Linked DNA regions of Pan troglodytes: region 2 is linked to region 1. A link is a contact called in public capture Hi-C data. All regions are on one chromosome and are shown on one strand. The core of a region is the stretch at or near the end of the contact, and the rest is flanking DNA. Distances in the headings are between cores, read along the strand shown. Region 1 overlaps KCNAB1 (potassium voltage-gated channel subfamily A regulatory beta subunit 1). Region 2 has its middle 33 kb from the start of CCNL1.

The links. Capture Hi-C pulls out chosen DNA fragments and counts their contacts.
Region 2: a capture Hi-C map of stem cell-derived neural stem cells shows a contact between it and region 1, with 6 times the contacts expected there. The contact joins two enhancer-like sites. A contact is called at or near these places in 3 of 7 Hi-C or Micro-C datasets (induced pluripotent stem cells and stem cell-derived neural progenitor cells) and 1 of 1 other capture datasets (stem cell-derived neural stem cells).

The regions. Positions count from the first base shown.
Region 1 is chr2:159,743,033-159,748,110 of NHGRI_mPanTro3-v2.0_pri, reverse strand. It overlaps KCNAB1 (potassium voltage-gated channel subfamily A regulatory beta subunit 1), which reads right to left. Exons shown (of 14, transcript XM_016942215.4): 14 at 1-1,788. The coding sequence ends at 1,699. Among named protein-coding and RNA genes, the nearest start is that of SSR3, 19 kb to the left of the region's middle. Within about 2 kb of position 3,035, at least 16 of the 24 cell types and tissues checked have an H3K27ac peak or open chromatin away from gene starts, as enhancers often do. A contact at or near this core is called in induced pluripotent stem cells, stem cell-derived neural progenitor cells and stem cell-derived neural stem cells, where this site is marked.
Region 2 is chr2:160,327,547-160,332,400 of NHGRI_mPanTro3-v2.0_pri, reverse strand. No RefSeq gene overlaps it. Among named protein-coding and RNA genes, the nearest start is that of CCNL1, 33 kb to the left of the region's middle. Within about 2 kb of position 2,175, at least 14 of the 24 cell types and tissues checked have an H3K27ac peak or open chromatin away from gene starts, as enhancers often do. A contact at or near this core is called in induced pluripotent stem cells, stem cell-derived neural progenitor cells and stem cell-derived neural stem cells, where this site is marked.

The DNA of each region.
Region 1 (5,078 bases), core at 1,786-4,285:
AACACGGGCAAAAAATTCAAACTCTCTGTTAGAATACAGGTACTAGTAATCAAAAAGAAAATTTCTTGATATCTCCCACTAGCATTTTCAGATTTAGAATTTAACCATGAAGTACATATCTAGAACTGATGACAGAAAATCGCATTTTAAAATAATAATATTACAGTTCTTCTTCTGTAAACCTCAGAGTGATTTCTGTGTGGGGAACTTGCTGACCAGAAAATTAAATGAGAATTTTGCACATCCTCAGATAGCCAAATAGAGTTAAAGGGCCACTCCCACACCACCCCCTTCAAAAAAAAAACAAAACATGTTTTCTCTCTTTTTACAGATATTGACACAGTATAGTCTCACAATTTTTCTCAAGTGGGATATTAATGAGGGTAAGTAGCCAATAGTGGCAGGGCTAGATACACCTCAGATTTCGAGTGCAACAAGGGTAAGCCCCATTAATCCATGCAAAGAACTTTCATGCATATAGTTTAGTGCATATAATATGATTATAGAACCAGAAGTTCTTTAACATTTTGCTTTTCACTAGGCAAGTTAATTTACCCAGCATATTCTGAATAGTGACATAGCATTTTTCACAAAGCCAGTGGTTGACTTTCATGTTAACAATGCCTCAAAAATACCAAACATTATATTATAAAATCCCAGTGCTAATTAAACAATGAACATTTGCCTTCCTGGGTATTTTACAGGTTTACTTAAAAAACTGAGCATGTGTATGTTTATTTGTAAAGCTCAAATATTTAAACTTGCAGAAGTTGTGCCTATAAGCAGTTGAAAGTATAAAGCAGGTTTTAATAAAATGTAGTAAAAAATGAACACCTAATTGCAGATACATTGCATTTTCTTTGAAGCTAAGTTTCCATAGCAGTGTAGCCCTCTCTTTTATAAATCAGCTGCAATGTCACTAAAGATTGGGTATTCATCCTTTTACTGTCTCTACTTGTAAGTGGACATAACATTAGAATCCTAATAGACATTCTGGATAAGTTGTACAAGGCCATTCTTGGGGCCAAGCAACAGTAAATATTTGAAAGGTAATAAAACAAATACCTAGAAATTTTTGTTTTATTGAATAACAAATGGAACAAAACTTGTTAGTATGAATGTGAAAATAGAAAAAAAATATATAAAATTCTTTCTGCTTATTCTTCCAAGCAAGACTTTTGAGTGAAGATACTGTTTTTTTTTTTGCAGTGAGATATATTTTTAATAACTATTTACTTAACAATAATCTATTTACTAAGAAAAATCTCTCAATTCTTTTCCTTCACTGAATTTAGTCTATCTACTCTGTTTCTTATGCAACTCACATTGCATCTGTGGATTTTGTTCTTTTGAAAAAATATATCTGTACAGCCTTCTTTGAGTTACCAAATGCCTGAAGGTAGTACCACACCCCCTGGCCCCCATATTCTTCCCATTGCATAAGCATGAGGTGTATACAGCAATGCAAGAATAGGTGACTCCAGTCCAAGATAAGAAAATAGAATGGCTTTTCTTGGTTGTGAGTTTTCAGATGTGCACAGTGGTAGCGACAGCAGACACCTCAAAGAATCCAGGGAGGGACACTAGAGGTTGAGCAGCAAGCTGCTAAGTGATTCAAAAGACTGGTTAGTAACACCTTTCTGTACTGGGCACAGGCCGCTATTTTAACCATGCAGCTTCTGTGGTTCATGCATTGCCTTATGATCTATAGTCCTTCTTGCTGTAGGGCTTGTTGCGCAGTATGTTATCAATCTCATTTACCACATGTGATGTCATCTTTGGGAGAACCTGAGAGCAGGAGGAGAAGTACAAAGGATATTGTTAGCAGTGTTGATCATTCAGTTTTTTGTGCTCTATATTTAGCAAAGTAATCTAGAATCATATATCTTCATAAACCACAGCTGAAATCTAAGCCCCCCGCCCCCAACACCATCACATTGTAAGCTCCTTGAGGTCAGGGGCCTTGCTGATTGACTGCATAAATGAAGGCATAAAGGCATAAGTGAAGGCTCATAGAAATATAGAGCAGCTCTATCCAACAGAAATATAATGCAAGCCACATTTGTAATTTTAAATTTTCTATTAGATACCTTAAAAAGAACAGTGAAATTAATACATGTTTTTACTTCATTATATCCAAAACATTATTTCAACATGTAATCAATATAGAAAAGATACTTGACAGTTGTTTTTGGTATAAGTCACATCTTGTGAACATGTTACACTTAAAGCACATCTCTGTTTGGACTCACCATCTTTCCCGCATACAATAGCCACATGTGGCTAGAACCATAGTAGTACACAGCACAGGTCTAGAGACTAAGGAGAGATTTATTCTGACTGGTGGTCTTATCCCTGGTGAAGGATGGCTGGGGTTTAACAGGCATCCCAGGTAGATGGAATAGCATGGAAAAGTGAACTGGAGTGATAGTATACAGTGATTGGTGTAGGTGTGGGGATGCTAAGAACAGGATACGGATGGTAAGAATGGGATAAGAGTGTGGAAAGCCTTGAATGCCATTTTATGGAGTCCCCACTTTAGGCAGTGGGGAACCTGTCAGGACTTCTGATCTAGGAGTAACCCTATCAGACACCTGGAGGTAGTTTGAAGGATGAGCTGGAGGAGGTTGAAAGGGGACACAGATGTTAGATATGTATTACAATCCAAGCCAGGCAATAGGGCCTTAACTAGGGCAGTGGAGCAGAAAAGTGGACCTGAGAGACATTTTGGGGGAAGATGGTGGTTTCAAGACTGAGTAACTAGAAGTATATTGGTATTGATTATTGAGATTAGAAACCAAAGGAGTAGTAGTTTGGGGAATAAGAAGTTGGGAGGGAATAGGATGTGTTGAGTGTAAAGTGCCTGTGGAATATCCACCTAGGAGTGACTGAGCAGCTGCAAGTGCAGCTGTGGAGCTTAGTAGCTGCCGGAGTACTGGAGTTGAGGGTTTGTGAGTCATTTGCACCGACACGCTGACTGAAGCCCCGGGAAAGGATGAGCTCATCCAAGGCTAGCATTTACTGTGAGAAGTGGGCCAAGGGTACACATTACACCATAAGACAAGGGACAAAGGCAGACTTTCTCACTGGAAAAGTCTGACCCTGTGTGGAGACTGTGGTGAAATACAATTCTGACGACCAATTCTGAGGTTTCAACCTCATTCTTCCTTTGTTGCAATCCTGCTGGCCAAGGTGACCTTGTCTCCAGTCAAGTGCTATCCTCAGAAGCCTTAGGGTTTGGCAAAATAGAGCTGCCAGCCTGGGAAACTTCATTCTGGTTAATGTTTTACTGTCTGAAGCTGAAGGAAGAATTTGGTTTCCCACTAGCTCTGGAATTTCAGTGTCCAAACAGCGAATGTGTTATTTAAAATGAGATTGTAACAATGAGACCAAAAACCTAGAAATTGGATTTGTTGGATTTTTTTTTTTTTTTTTGTCTAAAATACAGCGGGTTAGCCACGTGAGGAGAAGAATCCTTCATTCATTACACCAAAGCAAATCTCTATAGGAAAGAGATTTAAACATTAAAAAAATGAAACCATAAAAGTACTCGAATAAAACAAGACATAGTATCACAAGACCAGAATTTTCAAGAGAAGCCCCACTTTGAAACACTGTAAACTACTACAGATTTTACAAACACCCCACAGGCTACTAGTTTTGCAAACTTGATGTTACACTGCCTGGGATAGGTGGTGGGTTGCGGGAGGTCTGGCTAATGTTGCTGGGGCTGGCTGGGCATTAGTAAAGTCCTCCCAGGATTGGGTTCCTATTGATCTGGAACTTGGGGATGGAGTAGGATTTTGCTAGGCTGGGATAGTGGTCAGTTTGTAGGCAGAGGGCCACTGTTATGGCCGAAGCTCTTGAGTGGTTGAGAGCGGCTCAAGATTGAGATTCCAGGAAGGTGTGGTGGGGAGTGATGAGGCCCGACTGCTGTGGAGCCTGGCCTTCTCTGATGGGTGATGGGAAGCCTCAGAAGGGTTTTAAGGCATGTGGGGAGGAGGGGGAGAGGCGGTTCTCCCACCTTTTAGGTGGGAGTGGGGAGGATGGAACCTGTGCAGGTGAAGGTGGGCTGCCTGCAGCTGTGGTTTCTCCTCTTGTCTCTCCCATCTGTCGGGTTCTGATTTATATACGCCCCTTCGTTCCTGCACATCTTAGGCACATGGCATCCCTTGAAGCAGCTGCCTTCCCAGCCTACTAGAAATATTTTCTTACAACTGCTGGTGCTCCGTATTTTCTATCCTTTTGCAGCCAGTCCCACCACTGCTGGGCACCCCTAGTCACCCAGTCTGCTTTTCACCATGTTGTGGGGCCCAATCACAACTCGTCTTGGGTGGACTTTAGTGCTGGGTATGGGGGAGGTGAAGTAGAACAGGGGAGGATTGGTAAGCCCGCAATGGTAGCAGTCTTGCTGCATGGATAATGTCCCCTTTAGGATAGGCAAAGCCTCATCCTGCTGCCAGCCAAAGCCTTGCTAGGGAGGAAATGTTTTGGGAAGAAAAATTACTCAAGAGTTTTCCTCTGAAATATGTCCCCTTCCCTGTCAGCTGCCTTGCCTATTTCCACAGCTTTTAAAACTCAGCCCTAGACTTGCCTCATATGCCATCCCTAGGCACTATGACTGCCCCCAGGAATGGCAGTGATCTCCCTGTATTAGCATGATAAGAATCCTCAATTCCTCCCTCTTCTGCCAAGCCATGGTGTCTCTCTTTCCCAAACCTGCAGAATCCATCCATTTCTCTCCCCCTCCATGGCCACTACCCTCATTCAAGCCACCATCGCCTCCTGCCTGGATGACTGCCCTTGCCCTTCATTCTACTTTATGCATGGCAGCCAGAGTGACCTTCAAACATTCAAATAGGAGCATGTCCCTCCTCTTAAAACCCTCCACAAGGACTTGTTACATGTAGCATGAACTCTAACCCCATGGTGTCCTGCGAGACCTGGCCCTGCCTGTCTCTCCACGTCAGTGCATCTGCTGTCCCTGTGCTCAACTACGTGTTGACCACATTGGCCTTAGCTGGCAGTTCCTGGGAAAAGTCAAGGTCTTTCCCATCTCAGGGCCTTTCCACTGCTCT
Region 2 (4,854 bases), core at 926-3,425, 590 kb before region 1:
GGAAAGCACTTATCCAGGTCAAAGGCATGAGTTTCCACGAGATTATTCATCGTGACTAGAGGATGACTGTTGACTAGATTTATTCCACAGGTATGGAAGGAAAAGTCTTGGTACATTTTTTGCAGCATTTCCTCCTCTCCATATAGACTGTTCTCATTCTGCAGGGCTGGGGTTCACCCAGTATTCAACTCCAAGCCCTTCACATAGTAAAAGAAGTAAGGGGAGCCAGGCATGGTGGCTTACACCTGTAATCCCAGCACTTTGGGAGGGCAAAGCAGGCAGATTCATTGAGCTCAGGAGTTCGACCCCAACCTGGGCAATATGGTGAAACCCTGTCTCTACTAAAAATACAAAAATTAGCTGGGTGTGGTGGTGCATGCCTGTGGTCCCAGCTACTCTGGAGGCTGAGGTGGTAGGATTGCTTGAGCCCACATGTGTGAGGCTGCAGTGAGCTGTGATCACACCACTGCTCTCCAGCCTGGGTGACAGAGTGAGAGACCCTGTCCCCCCAACCACCCCCCCCCACAAAAAAAGAAAAGAAAAAAGTGAGGGGTTTGATATCAGAATCCCTGGGTTCAGGCTGTTGCTCCATCTGACCAGCATATGATCTCTCAGACCCCAAGTTCCTCGTCTGAAAACGAGGATAGTTCTACTTCAGGGCTGTGGTGAGTGGAAGGTGAGATTGTGTCTGAGGAAGGAGATTGTAACGAGGAAACACGCAGTTACTGGTCACTTATTTTTCAATATGCAGGAGCTCTAATTTGCCTCCAGACAACCGGTTCTATCTCAGTAAAGAAAAAGATAGCTATTAAAGTGTTTTGTAATCTTGAGGGACCTGAAAAGATTTTAAAGAGCTGAGGAAGAGCGGCCAAGTGCTTTCTCACCTGTTCCTCATCCTGGCCCCATCATCTTGGGGACATATAGGACCTTTTAGGGGACCCTCGGCAAGTGGCCACCGTCTGGCCTCGGGCAGGCCTCCCTGGCGCCGCCAGCAGCTGGGTAGTAGCCGGGAAGGGCGCCCTCAGTCCCACGCTCACCTTGGGTCTGGGCCCACATTAAGCACTTTTTTCTTCATGCGCCATTTCCTCCATCAAAAAGTATTAAAAATTATATTTTATGGCTTTATTGATGAAAAGTAAAGGTATTCCAGTCTGGGTTGATTACTATATATTCATTATTATTAATTACTTTCGTTATTTATTTTTCCTTACGATTTTAATAGCAATGTAATTTCACAGCAATGAATGATGAGTCGCATTTTGGCCACAAGGGGGTAGCATGGGGTCACTAGATGCTCACGGGAAATTGGGTGGGGGGCGCCTGGTAAACAGTGGGAAAGACAGCAACAGCCACCACCTCTGACTCACAAAGGGCTCTTGCTTCTCACCGCGTTTCCTCAGAGAGTGTCGTGTTTGCTCCTCACCACATGAGACCCAGAAAGCCAGCGGGTGGGGCAGGAGTTATTGCCCCACTCAAGGGCCAGGAAAGGGAGGCTCCCCCTGGGAGGGTCAGTGTCATGCGGGGTCACACGGTGGCAGAGGCAGGCGAATTCCTGGCTCCTGCTGTAGTGCTCCTCCCTCGGAGCCCCAGACAACCCGGATACTCTAAGCAGATGGGACAGGGACCAAGAAGCAAAACCTCTCCTCATATTGTTGCCCAGCTCAGCCCTGCCATGAGCACCCCAAATCATCGCTGGAGAGCCCCGCAGACCCCAAAGCACTGCTCGACTTTCCACCTCTGGGCAGAAGAGACCCTACATTCCACGCGTGGGCCCTACCCCAGCCTCCCTCGGGGCCAAGCACGCCTTTGTTCGCTCTCTTCCTGACCACACGCAGCACGAGCCTCTAGGTGGGAGAGACGAGACACTCGTTCCCCTCCCTTGGAAGCTGAGCAATCACATCAAAGGCGTACAAAAGGCAATTCACTGTGCAAAGGGAACAGAAAGAAATAAGTGCTCTATGGGCTCTGAGCGCTCGGGAAGGAGGTACAGCAAAGAAGGAAAGGCCAGAAACAAAACCAAACAAAACACAAGGTATAAAATGATCCGATCTTGGGGAGGCGGTTTTCTACCTCCTGGGAGGAACACCCAGCGTGTTGCCTGGCAGAGTGTACTGGGCACATGAAGAACAATAGGCCTTTCTCTCCAGCAGCCGAGCACATGCCAGGAGAAAAGGAGCCCCTTCTTAGGAAGGCTAAGTCCGCGCAGGGGCAGGGCCAGTGTAGGAAGCTAGTTTATAACACAGATACTTGCACTGAGCCTCCTTCTGAAAAGGTGGGGGGCAGGGGGTGCATAAACCCATGTGAAAATAAAAAGAAGACTTTTCTTACTGGATGAGAGAAAAAAGATTGTTCAGTTTTTTAGGTGAAACATAAGATGCCAACTGACCCTGAAATAGATGTGTCAAAAGGCAACCTGGGGCGGTTTGTTCTTTTACAGGAAGCACCTTTGTGGCCCAGAAGGTGCCAAAAACATCCTGGGGATAAGCAGTCCTTAGCAAAGAGGGGCCAGGCCTGAGGTGGGGGAGGTGGCCTTACACGGAGGCCCTGGAGAAGTGAAACAGGTAGGTGGGGGCCCCTGGGTGCTTCGGGTGCTCCAGGGACAGAGGTGGCATCCACCCACTAAGCAGGGTCACTGGATAGGCAGGAATCCCTCCCCACTCACACGCAGAGTGACCCCAGTGCTGGTCTGGTTAGGCAGGCCCGACTGGAGGAGGAATGACAGGCCTGCCACACAGATGAGGAGTAGAGTCGCAGTTCATCGTTTCTGGCTCTCCTCCGTCCCACCCCTGACCCCTCCACGGGATTGGTGAGTGGAGGTGACAGTCTAGTCTAGATTGGGAAGAGAGAGACTGAGAAACCAGACCGAGAAAAGGAAGGGAGCCCTTGGCAGAATGCCTGGCATTCCTGAGGCTGTGGATTCTGTACCTTCCTGGGAGGAGGAGAGGCATGGCAGTCACAAGCCACGGCTATCCCCGGCAGAACCAGCCTGGCTGTGTTCAGGAACTCTGATAGAGGATGACTGACTTCAGAATTGAAGAGGGCTTTTAGGATGATCTGATCCTCTCCTGTTGGTACTAGAAGGGACTCTGGGGAAAACACAGTCAAACCCTGATGAGTCCCAAAGAGATGATGTGACTTGGTGAATGCTCCATTTCTGTCTGGTCAGAGGACAGAAGCAGGAAGCCCTGGTTTCCTGATTTATGGCTCAGAGCTCTTGCTGGTAGATGACACTACCTCAAAAATGGAAGGTAAAGGTAGCCTGGAGGAGTCCTGAGAGCTGGACCCACGGCGTTGAGGGGCAAAGTGAACCTTAATTTTAAAGTCAGACCAGAGACAGAGCTCAGCCATCCAAACAATGTGATTTATCAGAGTAGCTGGGGAAAAAAAAAAAACACAACCAGCCCAAGAAGTCACATGATAGGGAGGTTGGTGGGCAGGGCTTATGACATGGTGTCTCAGGTTCCTTTCATCTCCAGTGTTCTGAGACCTGCTCTTCTGAGAGTCTGAGGCTCCAGGGAGATCACAGGGAGTCGATGCTGACTCGAGAAGAGGGCTGTGAGAGCCTGGCCATGACTCAGTCCACTGGGGCTTCCGTGGACCACTCTGTTAGCTCTGAGTCCACAGCCACTTCTGTGATTCTGGCTGGCACAATTGCCCAAGGCCTTCAGTGGTGAGTCAGTAGAAAGGGACAGGATAACTCATTGCCCTGGTGGAGAGGCCTCTCACCCCAAGCCTCCCACCAGTGCCTTCCTCGTCCCTCTTTGTTCCTTGGAGAAAGCAAAGGGCTGCTTGCCTCACCCAGAGGCTTCCACAATTCAGCTGTCAGAGACTCCCTCTTGGCCCGGGGGTGGTGGAGGCCTGACAGTGTGCATTAGAAGATCAGCTGGGGTTCTTGAGATAGCCAGATTTCTTCAAATGCTTATTTTGCCAAAAGATAAAAGGAGCAAAGGGCTTAGATTTGGAAGGGACTTTAGGGACAGCTAAGGCTATAATTTCACAGATGAAGAAACTGAAGTACTGGCAGATTGTGTACTTTCCCCAAGATTACACAGAGCCTCTTTCCTCTCTGTCACCATTATTCCTGGCTGACCCACAGGCAAGGGGGAGGGTGTTCTCTGAGAGGTGAATCACAGGCCCAGCTCATGCACCTGGGCCTCTTCTGTAATAGGCAGAGGACTGGTCCCCCAAAGACGTCCATTCCCCAATCTCTGAAACTTGTGAATATACAGTGTTACTCTATATAGCAAAAAGGACTTTGCAAATGTGATCAAGTATCTTGAGATGAAAAGATTATTCTGGATTATCCGGATTACTGGGGGAGTCCAATGTCATCACAAGGGTCCTTCTACATGAAAGGAGGAGGCAGGGGAGCCAGGGTCAGAGAAGAATTTGAAGATGCTACCCTGCTGCTGGCGGGGAAGGGGCCATGAGCTGAGAAATGCAGGTGGCCTTTGGAAGCTGGAAAGTAAGGAAACAGATTCTGCCCTAGAGCCTCCAGAAGGAATGCAGCCCGGCCTACACCTTGATGTTAGCCCGGTGAAACCCATCCTGACCTGCCAAGCTTTGCTATGTGATTTGTTATAGCACCAATGGGAACCCATACATGTCCCTGCACCTCCCCACCCCACTGCTCTCTAGTTTGTGGTTTTAAAGAACATGCTTGAAAACTAAGTCATCCCCCTCCCCCTGATTTTTACTTAATGAGATATAAGAATAAATAATTGGAAAAACTACAGGAAAGACACTAAGTCCCTTTCATTCAATAATGAAACCTGTAGAAGATCGATCAAGTTGGACCCAGTTGGATACAAAAAGTAACCAACTTAATTCTCTTTCATTGCCATCTTTTTAAGC